Linked DNA regions of Pan troglodytes: region 2 is linked to region 1. A link is a contact called in public Hi-C data. All regions are on one chromosome and are shown on one strand. Each heading gives the region's core, a stretch centred on a gene start, on an enhancer-like site or on the middle of the called end of the contact. The rest is flanking DNA. Distances are from core to core; before and after follow the strand shown.

Region 1 (6,712 bases), core at 1,762-4,261:
AATACGTTCAAGTCAGCCCTTTCTTTAATCCTATAACACGGCACTGCAGGAGTGAGGGAGGCCCACATAGTGATGCCAACTGGATACTGAGGAGAGGTCAAGAATGAAAGAAGAAATGACATTCTGGAAGAAATTCAACTGATATAATATTTGACAAAGTTACTTTCCTAGGAATTGAAAAGAGATTGAGAGGCGGGTGCACAATTTTCCTCACCATTCATTCAGTTCAAAGTAAAAGAGACTCACCGAAAAGTAAGTGCCTATCTTTAGAAAATTTTCAATAATGATTTTCTCTTTCTTTCTAACTGGTCTTCTGTTCTGGTCAATTTCTTTCAGTGTAAACACATTGATTTGGCAAAAAGCAGTAGGAAAATGTGGCACTCTGGCACTTGGTCCCAGAAATAATGTGCTGGGAAGATTTGAGGTCCCTGGTGATGAGGTTAATTATATATGAACCAGCCCTGGTGGGTTCTCCCTCCAGGGGCTCACTGCAGAGAATTAAAGAGGGCTGAGGTATGAGAAGGGTGAATTCCTTCCCAGCCCCCACTCTGGCTGGTTCTACTACTGCCTTAGAGAGCAGATTTCCCTTTGCTCTGCAGCGCCCCCATGGGGCTAAGAGTGGAGTGGCAAAGGGAACACAGGAGGGACAAGCTGCGTTTCAGGTTGAGGGGGGCGGTGGATGAGGCTGAATGGCAGTTTTGACAAAGAAAAAAGTGACCAAAAATCATAAAAATAATCTTTTGAGGGCCCAATAGTAGGGCAGAGCCATACAATTCACATTCCAAACCATATAGACACGTCTGAGAAATCCTAAAATGCTAATTGCTCATAAAAGAAAAAATTACACATATAAACACACAAAGAAAATCCCTTCCACAAAATCGGGGTGTCATTTTGCATCCAGCGGGATTCATTTTAATTTCTTTGAAAATGAGAAGGAAGGGGACTCAAATGAAAAAGCAGATAGTCTGCCTTCTGGCAGAATAAATCTGAACTTGACAATATCATGAGTCTTTGGGGGTAAAACGTACATTTCAACAACAGTGACAGGATTAGGCCTATGTATATTTTTCAAAAACCGTTCACAAGACAGGCTTTTCTGCAGAGGCTGCAGTAATCCATCTGTCAATAAGTATTAAAATATTCAGATTTCACAGGGACAGACACTTTAACGCATATTTCCTAAGCTCCAGCCCTTGTGGAAAATAATCAACCTCTTTGCACCTTTCTGGGTTTTAAAACCTAAAATACAGCCTTTAAAAATGTGTGTGTGTTGTGGGGTAGGGGGGTGCATTGCCAACAACATTTTCGGTGATAGATGGAACTTCTAACGGGACTGTCAATGAAAGAGATTTTCCAAATATCCCAGCAAACAGCAATCTTTCACAGCTCTGATCACTCCTCCATTATAAACCCAAATTTTGGGTTGAGATAGGTAGATTATTTTAGACATATCTTTATTAGAAATTAACAAGTGACGAGATTTTGTGGAACCTTTAAGAATTCATCTGTAATTTAATAAGTCGCTTGAAGGACTCTCATAGCCAAGGCTCAGAACAGCCTGACCTTTGAAAGCTGCTTCTGGTCCAAACATTTTGGGCTAATTCTTGAGGAATCTGAAATATTATTTTCCCCTCACACCCTTCTTTTAAGAGAGAGACATAAAAGAAACAAGAGTCTCCCTTATTCAGGGATGAGTAGGAGGGGAAAAAACCCGAACCAACATTTAAATAAGGAAACTAGCAGCTCTGAACAAACAAACTAGGACCCACAATGAAATGATTCTGCACTGCAATTGCCTTTAAAAAGAAAGTAATAGAGAAAAAGAGAAGGAAAGAATTTCTCCTTCTTCTCTACCACCCCCCCCCCACCCCACCCCACCCCCCAACTCAGCTTCAAAGCTAAGAAGACTGTGCTGCGTGTAGTGCATTGTAGTTGTGGCAGTCTGTTCTAAATACAGGCAGTATCTGTGATACTGGCACGGCAGGCCTTTAGAATTCCCTCCGGCTGATCTCTTAAACACAGACTGAAGAGATTTTTTTACAACGACCTTGAAACGAGCCTCGAAAACAAAAATCTCAAGACCTTAAGAGAAAACAAAACACAAACAGGTATTTGGCTCACAGAATTTTGTAGAAAACACACACATACCACCCCGCCACCCCCACTCTCCCCCCCACATACACGTTTCTTGCAACAAGAAATTTCCCAAGAGTCAACAATAACAGATTAAACCCACCACTTGCTGTCCTGGAAAGAAACAAACCAAACCAAAACAAATGCTTTGAACATTTCTCTCAAGTGCAGGAGAGACACACTTCAGCAAAAGTCCAAGGGGAAAAAGGAAATTGCACCAAAGGAAAAAAAAAAAAAAGTGGGGGCTGGGATTGTTACATATGGCCAAAAATTTAAGCTTCTTTCAATAGTATTAGTATTGAAATAATACATCTTTAAAACGCTTGAGGGATTAGATAGGGAAAGAAAAGGCACGTACAAAAAAATCCAACCGATGCCGATCCTGTGATTTACGTAACACCACAAACTTGCAAAAGGCAAAAAATCAGAAGCAAAAATCCATAAACCATCAAAATACAGAAACCAAAAATCCCAAGCCACCACACCAGAAAGAAAAAAACCCAGAACAACAGCAAAAACCCCTGTCTTAAATAAAAATAAAGCAAATGAACCCACCGAAAACTGCTTGGCAAATATTTTTCTCGTGGTGCCTAATATTCTAGTTGGAAAGAGCTGTGATGTTTATTTTATTTTTTTTTTCTCTTACTCGCCTCTCTAACCCTACTATATATATAACATACTTTCCCCAGTGGTTCAAACCTCTCGCTCCCTTTTGTGCATTTAGCTCGATCTGCTGAGTTTATGGGTAAGAAAGAAGGAATTAGCCCCAGACCCCGGGAAAGCAAAGCGCACTCCCCCTCTTATGTCACCGAATAGCAAATTAGTTCTCAGAATTCCAGAGGCCGAGCTTTGCTACAGCGAAGGCGCCGACGTCACAGAGGAGGAGCCCACGTGACGGTGGCGGAGCAGGCCATACCATCGTCTTGGGCCCGGGGAGGGAGAGCCACCTTCAGGCCCCTCGAGCCTCGAACCGGAACCTCCAAATCCGAGACGCTCTGCTTATGAGGACCTCGAAATATGCCGGCCAGTGAAAAAATCTTGTGGCTTTGAGGGCTTTTGGTTGGCCAGGGGCAGTAAAAATCTCGGAGAGCTGACACCAAGTCCTCCCCTGCCACGTAGCAGTGGTAAAGTCCGAAGCTCAAATTCCGAGAATTGAGCTCTGTTGATTCTTAGAACTGGGGTTCTTAGAAGTGGTGATGCAAGAAGTTTCTAGGAAAGGCCGGACACCAGGTGATTATTGCTGTTGCTGCCGCCGCTGCTGCTGCTACTGCCGCCGCCGCCGCTGTTGCCGCTGGTGCCGCTGCCGCCGCCGCTGCTCATGATCATTATTTTACCTTTTAATTCTTTTTTTTTCCGCTCTTGCCAAATGCTTTGGCTCCAAGTTTTCTATGTGTATCTATTGATATAAATGTATATATTTATTTATTCTAGCTGTCAGGTGTTAAAATAAATGCCGAAGATTAGTCCCACGTCTCTCCCACTCTAGGATATAGATTGTTATGTATTTATTATTATTATTGTTGTCTTTGAGTGAATCGGCCGGTTTGGGGAGGCTTTTGCCACCCTCCCTTGTGTTGTTTTGGTTTTTGGAAAGGAGGTGGAGGAGAGGAAGGAGGGGAATTAGGGGGCGGCCGGAGCAGAGAGGACGAGACAGTGCTTGGGGGGTGATTCGGGCTAGTCTGGGGGCTGTCTGGCCCCAGACCGCGGAGAGGACGCGCGCTCGCGCTCTCGCTCTTTCTGCTGCTGCTTGCGTACGGCTTGTGATCTCTCTGGATTCGTGCGGCTGTGTTTTTTCCCTCTTTTCTCGCTTGCAAACTGCTTTCCTTGCTCCGTCGCTCCTGGCCTCCCCTTCCCTCCCTCCTCTTTTTCCTCGCCTCTTCTTCCTTCCCTTCCCCTGTCCTTCTGGGTAACTCCGGGAGGCAAAAAGGGAGGCTGCCCGCTCGCTCGCCCCGCTGGCTCTCTTCCATCGGCCTCGGTCTTTTAGATTCCCTGCCTTCGAGCCGAACCGAGATTTGGAAGGAAAAAATGCAAGCGAACTCTTTGGGTTTTTGTTTTTGTTTTTTTGGTCATAAATCCAGATGAGATGAAGTATCGTGTCTACTATTTCCTTTCAGAGCCGTGATCTTCCTAACGAGAGCCGAGTGTTTTGGTGTTCCCTGCCCCTGTGTTTTGGGGAGCTTGGGGGCGGGGATGTTGAACACTTTGAAAATTATTCTTTCTTGGTTGTAGTCGAGGGAGTCGGGAACCTCCGCGCGCTCTCCCTGCTCATCCCGAGGAGAGAGACTGATGGCGGGACAGGGCTTCTTGGGGTGGGTGGGAAAGGGGTGCGCACTGCACCTGCGATGCCTTTCAGTGTGCGGGGGGACTCAGGGAACCTCGACAGGACAGCCTGGGAGAACGAGAAAGGTGGCGGGATTTCTGGCCGCTGCGGTGTTTGTATTTTGGGCGCTGCGTGACTCTGTGTTGGCTCCCAATGGCTGTTGCCTCCCTTTCCTAAATTTTATTTTATTTTTTCCCATGGTGCAAGCTCTGTAAAAAGGGAACTGCGGGCCTGAGCGTAGTGGACGCCGGGCTTCAGATTCCCGAGGTCCTTACCTTGGGCGAGGAGAAAGACGAACAGAGCCCCAGCCCGCGTTCCTTATGTGCAAGACTCAGGAGGAGAGAAGGGCACTTTGTGGCCGTGGCTGAGGGGACCCGGCGCGGGAGGAGCGGGCGCGGGCGCGAAAGGGAGATCTTTGTGAGTGATTTTGCAAAAATAGATTGCGAGGTTGGTTGGATTTGCAACCTGTGGCTCTCCTCGAGGGAGTAAGAATGGGGGAAGGCGCGGCGGCGGCGGCCCGGGGAGGGAGTGGGTAGAGTTGGAGCCTCAGAAATCGGCTGAGCTCCGGGGGCGGGCGAGGAGAAAGGGCGGGGGGGCAGCAGGAGCTAGGGGCCACCCCGCTGCCGGATGCAGTGACCGTGGTAAATGTCTTGAGAACTGTGGGTTGCGTTGCCTTTATGATGCCGTGTTATTGGAACCCTGGCGAAAAATGGAACTAGTGTTGCAATAATGAGTTTTAAAGCTCCCCCATGGAAAACAAAAACACAACCAAACCGATTTTTTAAAAAAATGAAAAAAGACCCTCTGTGTTGTGTTCCCTCCTACGATGGTTGAGTTGGTGGCTGGGGTTTGGGGGTGGGAGGTCCTGACAGTTGAGCAGATAAATGACCCCAAACCAGGTGCTGAAAGTCCCAAGCTGTTACAGGGCCCCTGACCACCTCAAAGAGCCAATCTCCACTCCGCGCCCCCTCCCCGCCGGCCCCCGCCACCCCACAACCCGCCAGGATTTAATCTTTTATGGATTTTTTTTTCAATCAGTTTATAGTTTCCAGGAGGAAAGTCTTGTAACGCTTTACTTTTTCTCTTCTTTTTTTAAAGTAAAGTGAGTGTCAGTAGATGTGTTTTTTACAGTCTGGATTTTAAAAAAAGTGGGGCAGGAGAGAGGGAACCAGGGAAAGGGCTGTTTAGAAATACAGTTTGTGGCTCTGAGCGATGCCACCGGCTTCCTCTACAGAGACTGCCAGTTTCCCTTTTTCTTTGCAAGGTGTGTGTGGTTTTAATAAATAACTTAAAAAAAAAAAGAGGGGGCGGCAAGATCCATCAGGAGACAGGTATCTATTTTGCTCACTATTTACTACCAAGAGCCTTTGGCACTAGAACAGAACCTCGTAAATCTGCAGCCCAAGTTGAAGTTCATCTGGCCCTAGTCCACACGCTATTCCTGGAGGTAGCAAACATGAGCTCAAAGAAGAGAGATGAAATCACATTCTTGCTTTAAAATATATACTTTTTTTTAAAAGACGAAAAGATATTTGTCTCTGGGGGAGGAGGAAATGGCGAACAAGTACCAGGAGATGGGCATTCCCTTACTCTAATGACTGCAGTTGAGTCTTCAGGCCAAAATAGAAACCTGTAGATGGCAACTCTCTCTCCACCTCCCCGCCCCGCCCGCCACCCCAAGCTTATAAATAGAAGTTTCCAGTATCCTATTTGGAAGACTTTCCAATACTAGAGGCCGAAGCATTGGCTAGTTTTAAGGGTTGTTGATAGTGACAGTAAGGCTAGATGCTGTTCATAAAAACTAGGCGACTTGAAGGAGACAGCCAGAAAAAGTGGGAATTCTCCAATTGCCCCTTTCTTCTTTTCAGTTTTGAAGGGTTTTATACCAATGCTTTCTTGAAAAGACTAACTTATTCTGGGTTTGGTGGATAGGGATGGGACTCTAAATGCTTAAGTTGTCGTTTGCTGAGCCCTTGAAGAGTTCCAGTTATTAGTTGAGTAAATGGTAGCCATGGCTAGATGTCAAAACCCTTCCTTCCCTCTATCCCCTACAGGGTAATGACACTCACAACCCACTTTGTTGTGAAAAACTTAAGAGATATAGAGGAGGCGGTGCAGCAGCGCCACCCCTCGGTGGGTGAAACTATTGGCAAAAGTCAATTTTTGAAAAATATTGGGAAGTGAACTTATGAAACATTTTTTCCCCCAGAGATTTAAAAAAAATAAGGGAGATAAAACTAACGGATAAAAAGGACT
Region 2 (6,350 bases), core at 3,468-5,967, 670 kb before region 1:
TTATCCTGGTGAGTCCAAGTTTCCAGAGAATTAAGAGGTAAAATCAAAACTCGAAACCCAGATCTATCTGATGCCAGAGTCTACATGCTTAACCACTGCATCCCTGAGTCTTTCTTCTCTCTAACCTTCCAATACTACCTTGGCTCCAAGCAAACTATTTCTTCTGATAGAGTTAGCCATGGAGTCACTTCACAAATAGAAGCTGTACAGTAAAGTTTTATATTGTTAGTTAACTGGTCATTTTCATATGCTGAATTTCTAATGAAAATATAAACTGTTTAAGGGCTAAGACTTGCTTTTACTTTTTCCTGTCCACTACAGAGCCTGGTTAAGTAACAATGGCACAAGATGGAAGTGAATAGGACCCAGTAAAAGAATGGAATTTAATGCCGATGTCAAGATATAAAACAGTGAAATCTTGTCTACCAGGAATCACATTGGGTGGCATGCATGACACTTTACTGTCACCTCAAGTGGTGATATTTCTGGGTACACCTCATAGAACTTGGAGATTTCTTTCCCAGGAGGTAATTTTTACAGAGGATGCCCTTACTAAAACCCAAGTCATTACAACATAAACAGATCAATAATAAAAATAATGACAAATTAAAATGCCATTTTTATAGAACGGTAAAAAATCAAATAAAATGTCAATTTAATTCCATTGTAATGTCAATAAAACTGCCACTGATATCTGAAAAGTTTAAGCAAGATGACATAATTCAACTGAACTAAGGAAAATTCCAAATGGTTATTCCAAAGGTCTTGTCAAATAATGTCGCCTTGAGACACTATTTGAGAAACTTGGTAATAACTTCTTGAGACTACTTTGGCTGTTTTATATTTGTATACATCATAGACATCCATGCACAGGAGATTGATTTTAAGCAATTTTCACACATTATTTGGATGATCTTAACCTTCAAATCGCTCTGGATAGTAATAATTCGGGAAAATAATGATGGAAAAATTATTTCATTTAATACAAGTAATAATGGCATTAACATGAGATACAGTGTACTGCTGAGGAACAGCTACAGACTTGGATTTAGGAGACAAGGGTTTAATTCCCAGCTTTGCAATATGCTAGTTATTTCACTTTACATACATTATACTCGGCAGATTGAGGGTGATAATAACTTTTTTACAGAGTAGCTAGAAAGATAAAGTAAGCAGTAAAGCAAAGTGGACTTCAGATGCAATGGAGGCTAATAAATCCACTACAATATTTTTCAAATAGTTAAGATACTGTTCTGCCAGATAAGTTGTTTTAGTAATTGTAATAATTCATTATTACCAAATAGTGTTTATTGTACATTACCAATACTTAAGGGAAGATACTAGAATTTGGTCAAATGTGACTTCTACATTTATTAGCCTAACCATGGGTCTCTGAATCACAGATTTTTCATTTGTCTTTAGGAACCATAATAATGTAGGAACTATAATAACGTTGCAGGATATTCTGGTGATTAAACTAGATATTATGTGAGAAAGTGCTCTAAAATTTATTCACATTTGTGCACACTCATACAAACACATTTTAAAATTGCAAGTTGTAATGAACATTTCACAATAAAATCCTTCTTTCATTGCTTCCTGTTTTCTCAGGATTACCCCAATGTGTGAACAAGTAAGAGAGCAAAACAAAACAAAAAATGATTAAGTTAGCTTACAACTCCATTCTTAAGCGTGTGTGTTTGACTAGGTAAAAAAAAAGCTGCCTGAAATTATTTCAGGAGATTTAAAGAGAATTGCCTTTTGCTTTTTCTTTCTTGCCTTAGCATCTGTATGCACAGGCACATTTCATTCTAAAATATAACAGACAAGTGCAGAGAGATAGCAATAGTACTTCTGGCCAGTACCTCCAGGAAAGTACTTCTTGCCTGTGGTATAAGAACATATTTCTTGGTCCTTCCTCTCTGAAGCTACCTAACTTCCTGGAGCTATTTCTAGAGGTAAGTTTCAGAGCACACTAGAACATTTAGGTCTACCCATAGTGAAGTCACTCTGTTCACATTGCAAAGCTATTCCCAGGAGCCCAGATGCATTGCCTGAGGACATCAGCAAAGAGCTGCCAAAATTACAAGGGTCAGGATGGGGGCCATTCTCTGCTTTTGCACATGCTGTTCCCTTTACTTGGCATGCCATGCTGTCCACCACCCTTTTCTGCTTGGTAAACAACTAACTCATTCTCCAACACTCAGATCAGATGTGTCCTCGTCTGTGATGCTTTCCCCAGTTCCTCCTAGAGGACAGCCTTCATATTATATTATGGCACTAAATTTACATAATGCAATTTTTATGTGCCTGTGGTGCCTGTTATATGTCTATCTTGACTAGTAGACTTATCTATTCTGTTTGAAGACAGCGACATACAAAACAATGTAAAGAACATATAATAAGGGAGAGTGCTGGAAGAGCAAACTGCTAGAAGACTCAGGATGCCACATCCCAATGACCTATACTCCTCTGCCCCAGGTGCTGTCCTCAGCCATCAGGTCTCTCTGAATGCAGTAATTTTAAGAAAGGATGATAAAAATATCATACTGATTCTTTTTAAGTTCTTTAGGTCAATCGTTATTCTAGGGTATGATTTCTTTATATGGTATATTTGCCCAAAGGCTCAGGTGTCAGATTTATTTTTATAATGTTCATAATGAATCCATTTTTAGATAATTTACATAGGCCTACTGTGACCCAAAATTGGCTGAGATTTCAGGCATTGCTACCCAAAGCAACACAATAGCAAGAGCTCTGTAATGCAGAAGCTTGGCCATGGCTAGGGCATTCTCGAAGAATCCATTTTTTTGTTGTTGTTTGAAATTTTCTGGTTTTGGATCCCAAATAAAATGACCCAGGACAACATATGCAAACGATTGGTGTCTATGATGAAAGCACTGAGGGAAAAGAATAGCAACATGAAGAATGCTCTAGGTCTCTGAATCTGTACAATGTTCACAAGATAAAGACGCTCAAGACTTCAAAAGCTACCATCATTAACTACGGGAGGAAGAGTACACTCTCAGGACTTGGAGAAGGTTCAAAGGAGATTAAGGCACTGGTCCCTGAAATTAATGAAATAAATGAGTGGTTCCCAAACATTGGTTGAGCATCAATCACAATTCCCGGGAAGTTCTGTTTTATTTTTTATTTTGCTTTGTTTTAATGCAGATTCCTGGGCCCCATGGCCAGATATTTTGATTCTGCAAAATTGTGATGGGACCTAGGACTTGCTTTAATTTTTTTCTTTTGAAAAATGTTCTCCAAGTCTTTCTGATGACTGGCCAGCTTTGAAAACCACAGGTTTAAGCCATACATTTTGGGGGGGATACATATAGCAGTGATCTTTCAAAGTATCATGCAAGCAATTCAGATGGCATGTAAGATAGCACTTTGAGTAAGAGAAGAATACATTAAGATATCTATATGCATTCCTTTATTTTACTATTATTAAATTTTTTTAAAAATATGGACTCATAGAAATTTGCAAAAATAGTACAGAGTTTCCATGTACATTTTACCCAGGTTCCCTAAATGGTAATGCTCATAAAGCTGTAATACATTCCAAAACCCAGCAAACTGACATTGTTACCTTATTGTTAACTAGGAGTTACTCAGTTTTTACCATTTTATAACCTGCATTGATTTGTGTGTGCATACAGTTCTATGTAACTTTATCCCATGTATAGATTCATGTAACCATCACTCCAATTGAGGTACAGAACTGTTCCACCCACACAAAGACTCTTGCTGTGTCCTCTTTGTAGGAATGACCAGTACTTGCCCCTCCCGACCCGCCCATTTCTGTCCCCTAGCAATCATGAATATGTCCTTTATCTCTAGAGCTTTGTCTTAAAATGAAATCATATAATACATGTAACCTTTCGAGACAGTTTTTTCATTAAGCATGTCCAGGTTATTGCATATACCAACAATACTTCATTCTTTTTTACTGCTGAATGGTATTATTCCATTGTATGGCTGTACCAGACTTCATTGAAACATCTGCCCATCAAAGGATATTTGGGTTGTTTCCAGTGTTTTGTCATTATGATAAAAAAAAAAAAGTTGCTATGAACATCCATGTACAGGTTTTTTCATGAACATAACATTTTGATTCTCTGGATTAAATGCCAAAGGGTATATTTGCTGAGTCATATGGTTAGTACATGTTTACTTTTGTAAAATACCGCCAAAGAGTTTTCCATCATGGCTACAAAATTTTGCACATTCCTACCAGCATTGTGAGAGATCATTTCTCCACATCCTCAGCAGCATCTGGTACAAATTTTTATTTTAGCTTTTCTAATACATGTGTGGTGATATCTCTTTGTGGCTCTCTGTTTATTTTTATTATCAAAAAAGCAATTAAATTCTCTTCAGATGTAAAATACGGAGTGACAATAGTATTGTATATTTGTATAATTTAAAAATAAAGATGATTAATATGTATCTCACCACACAAATCAGCATTAATTATTGTTTTTGAACTATACAAGAATTAGGAGGCACCCATCACCTTATTAAGGAACTCATTTCAGTAGTTAATTAAGCTGACAAGTTACAAAATAAAAGAGATTTCTGTCAACAATACACAGACTTCTCCTTGTTCTAAAACATCTAATCCACTTTGTTCGGGTATATTAGTTCAATCACTGTAACTTCTAAACAAGTCCCCCAGAACGTGTCTATGGCAACCAGAGAAGGAATCCCCAGGATCACGGCTTGGCTTCCCCACTTACTAATCTGCAATACTGAACAAGCCACCTGCCTCTCTGAGTCTCTGAAATGAAGATTAAATTGTTGCCTGCATTCAAGAATTTTCATTGGTTATTTACAGCACTGCTGGGCAAAGAACCTGTACTTCACTGAAATGTATTAGTGAATACATTCTCAACTATTCTCATCTAGGAAAGAAAGGGGTTGTATTAGATAACTTTTAAGATTCACCCTTGTTCTAGAATTTTACAGTTTATATAGTGTTGAGGCATTGTGATCTCTATCACTGTTGTTAGAAGCTAATGACATCAGTACTTATGGATAACATGCTAAATTATTATTATATTTATATTATCACATATTCGTTACTACAGACTGAGTATCCCATATACAAAACATCTGGGACATGAAGTGTTTCAAATTTCAGATTTTTTGGATTTTTGGAATATTTACGCATACCAGCTGAGCAACCCTAATCCACAATACTGAAATCCAAAATGTTCCCGTGAGCATTTCCTTTGAGCATTGTGTTAGCACTCAGAAAGTTTCAGATTTTTTCACATTTAAGATTTCAGATTTTTGGATTAGAGTTACTTAACCTATATTAAAGTATTTTTTATAATTTTGAATAATTATTGGTAATTATATGTAAGGTTATAAAATGCATTTATTAAATAAATTTTATTTCACAAATGTTATCACTATTATTATTAATAATGTTATTTTTATTATAGAAAGAAAATACATCCCAAGAGGGCAGAAACTAGTCTCTGTTTCACTCACTGCCATTACTTCAGCCCCTAGAAGAGTATCTGGCACAAAATCTGTTTTAAGTAAATGACTGCTGAATAAGTATATAATAGTAACTCCTTAGAGTTATAAGGTATTTTATGGTTTAAAAACATTTTCACATTAATCATCATATTTGGCTTTCAAAACAATCTTGCGAGGCAGTTGGTATTACCAGCTAATATTTTATGAATTAAAGAGGATATGGATTAGAAAAGCATCATGCCCAAGGCCAAGTGATGAAACTGAAGCTTCAATGCAACTGCACTGACCATCAAGCCAGGGCTGCATCTTGGTACTTTTGAGCATCAATAAGGCCTAAGAATATTTGGTAAGATCTGATGTCACTCCAAGAATTACAAGTTAATTTCTCTGCTGAAAGATGCAGTGTAAAGATCAAATTAATACAATTAATATTTGATCCTTTAATGAATACACAGCTTGTTCTTTTGTCCCCCTGAGGACCTGAAAATTAAAACTCATGCACTGCACTGTGCAGTGATGGATGAGGCTTGAGATGCTTAACGCTCATCCAGAAAAGGGGCATGACAGGCAAACCCGAGCTTCATTACAGTTCCTGATGTTTCCATGAATTTGTGGCTATCCTCATGGCATAACACGCATACTTATACCAAACGTCCAAGATGTTACAACTGCAGTCTCTAATTGCAATTAACAGGACTGTCAGGATTACAAAAAGATGTTTCCCATTTGTAACCTCCAAAAAAGATGTTTCCCATTTGTATCTCCAAAGTCAGAGCAAGATTCTCTTTGCATGGGGAAAAAGACAATAAGACTCCAGAGACAGAAAAGCACACCGTGAGGACCATACATTCGCA

What was found. Hi-C and Micro-C count contacts between places; a contact is called where the count stands out from the background.
Region 2: a Hi-C map of stem cell-derived neural progenitor cells shows a contact between it and region 1, with 7 times the contacts expected there. The contact joins the enhancer-like site here to the promoter of BCL6 in region 1. A contact is called at or near these places in 1 of 7 Hi-C or Micro-C datasets (stem cell-derived neural progenitor cells) and 1 of 1 datasets of contacts at active chromatin or transcription factors (stem cell-derived excitatory neurons).

What each region holds. Positions count from the first base shown.
Region 1 is chr2:190,916,793-190,923,504 of NHGRI_mPanTro3-v2.0_pri, reverse strand. BCL6 (BCL6 transcription repressor) reads left to right here and starts at 3,011. Exons shown (of 10, transcript XM_001158812.7): 1 at 3,011-3,366.
Region 2 is chr2:191,587,093-191,593,442 of NHGRI_mPanTro3-v2.0_pri, reverse strand. The region is part of intron 4 of LPP (LIM domain containing preferred translocation partner in lipoma); the gene reads right to left. Among named protein-coding and RNA genes, the nearest start is that of LPP, 260 kb to the right of the region's middle. Within about 2 kb of position 4,717, at least 2 of the 24 cell types and tissues checked have an H3K27ac peak or open chromatin away from gene starts, as enhancers often do. A contact at or near this core is called in stem cell-derived neural progenitor cells, where this site is marked.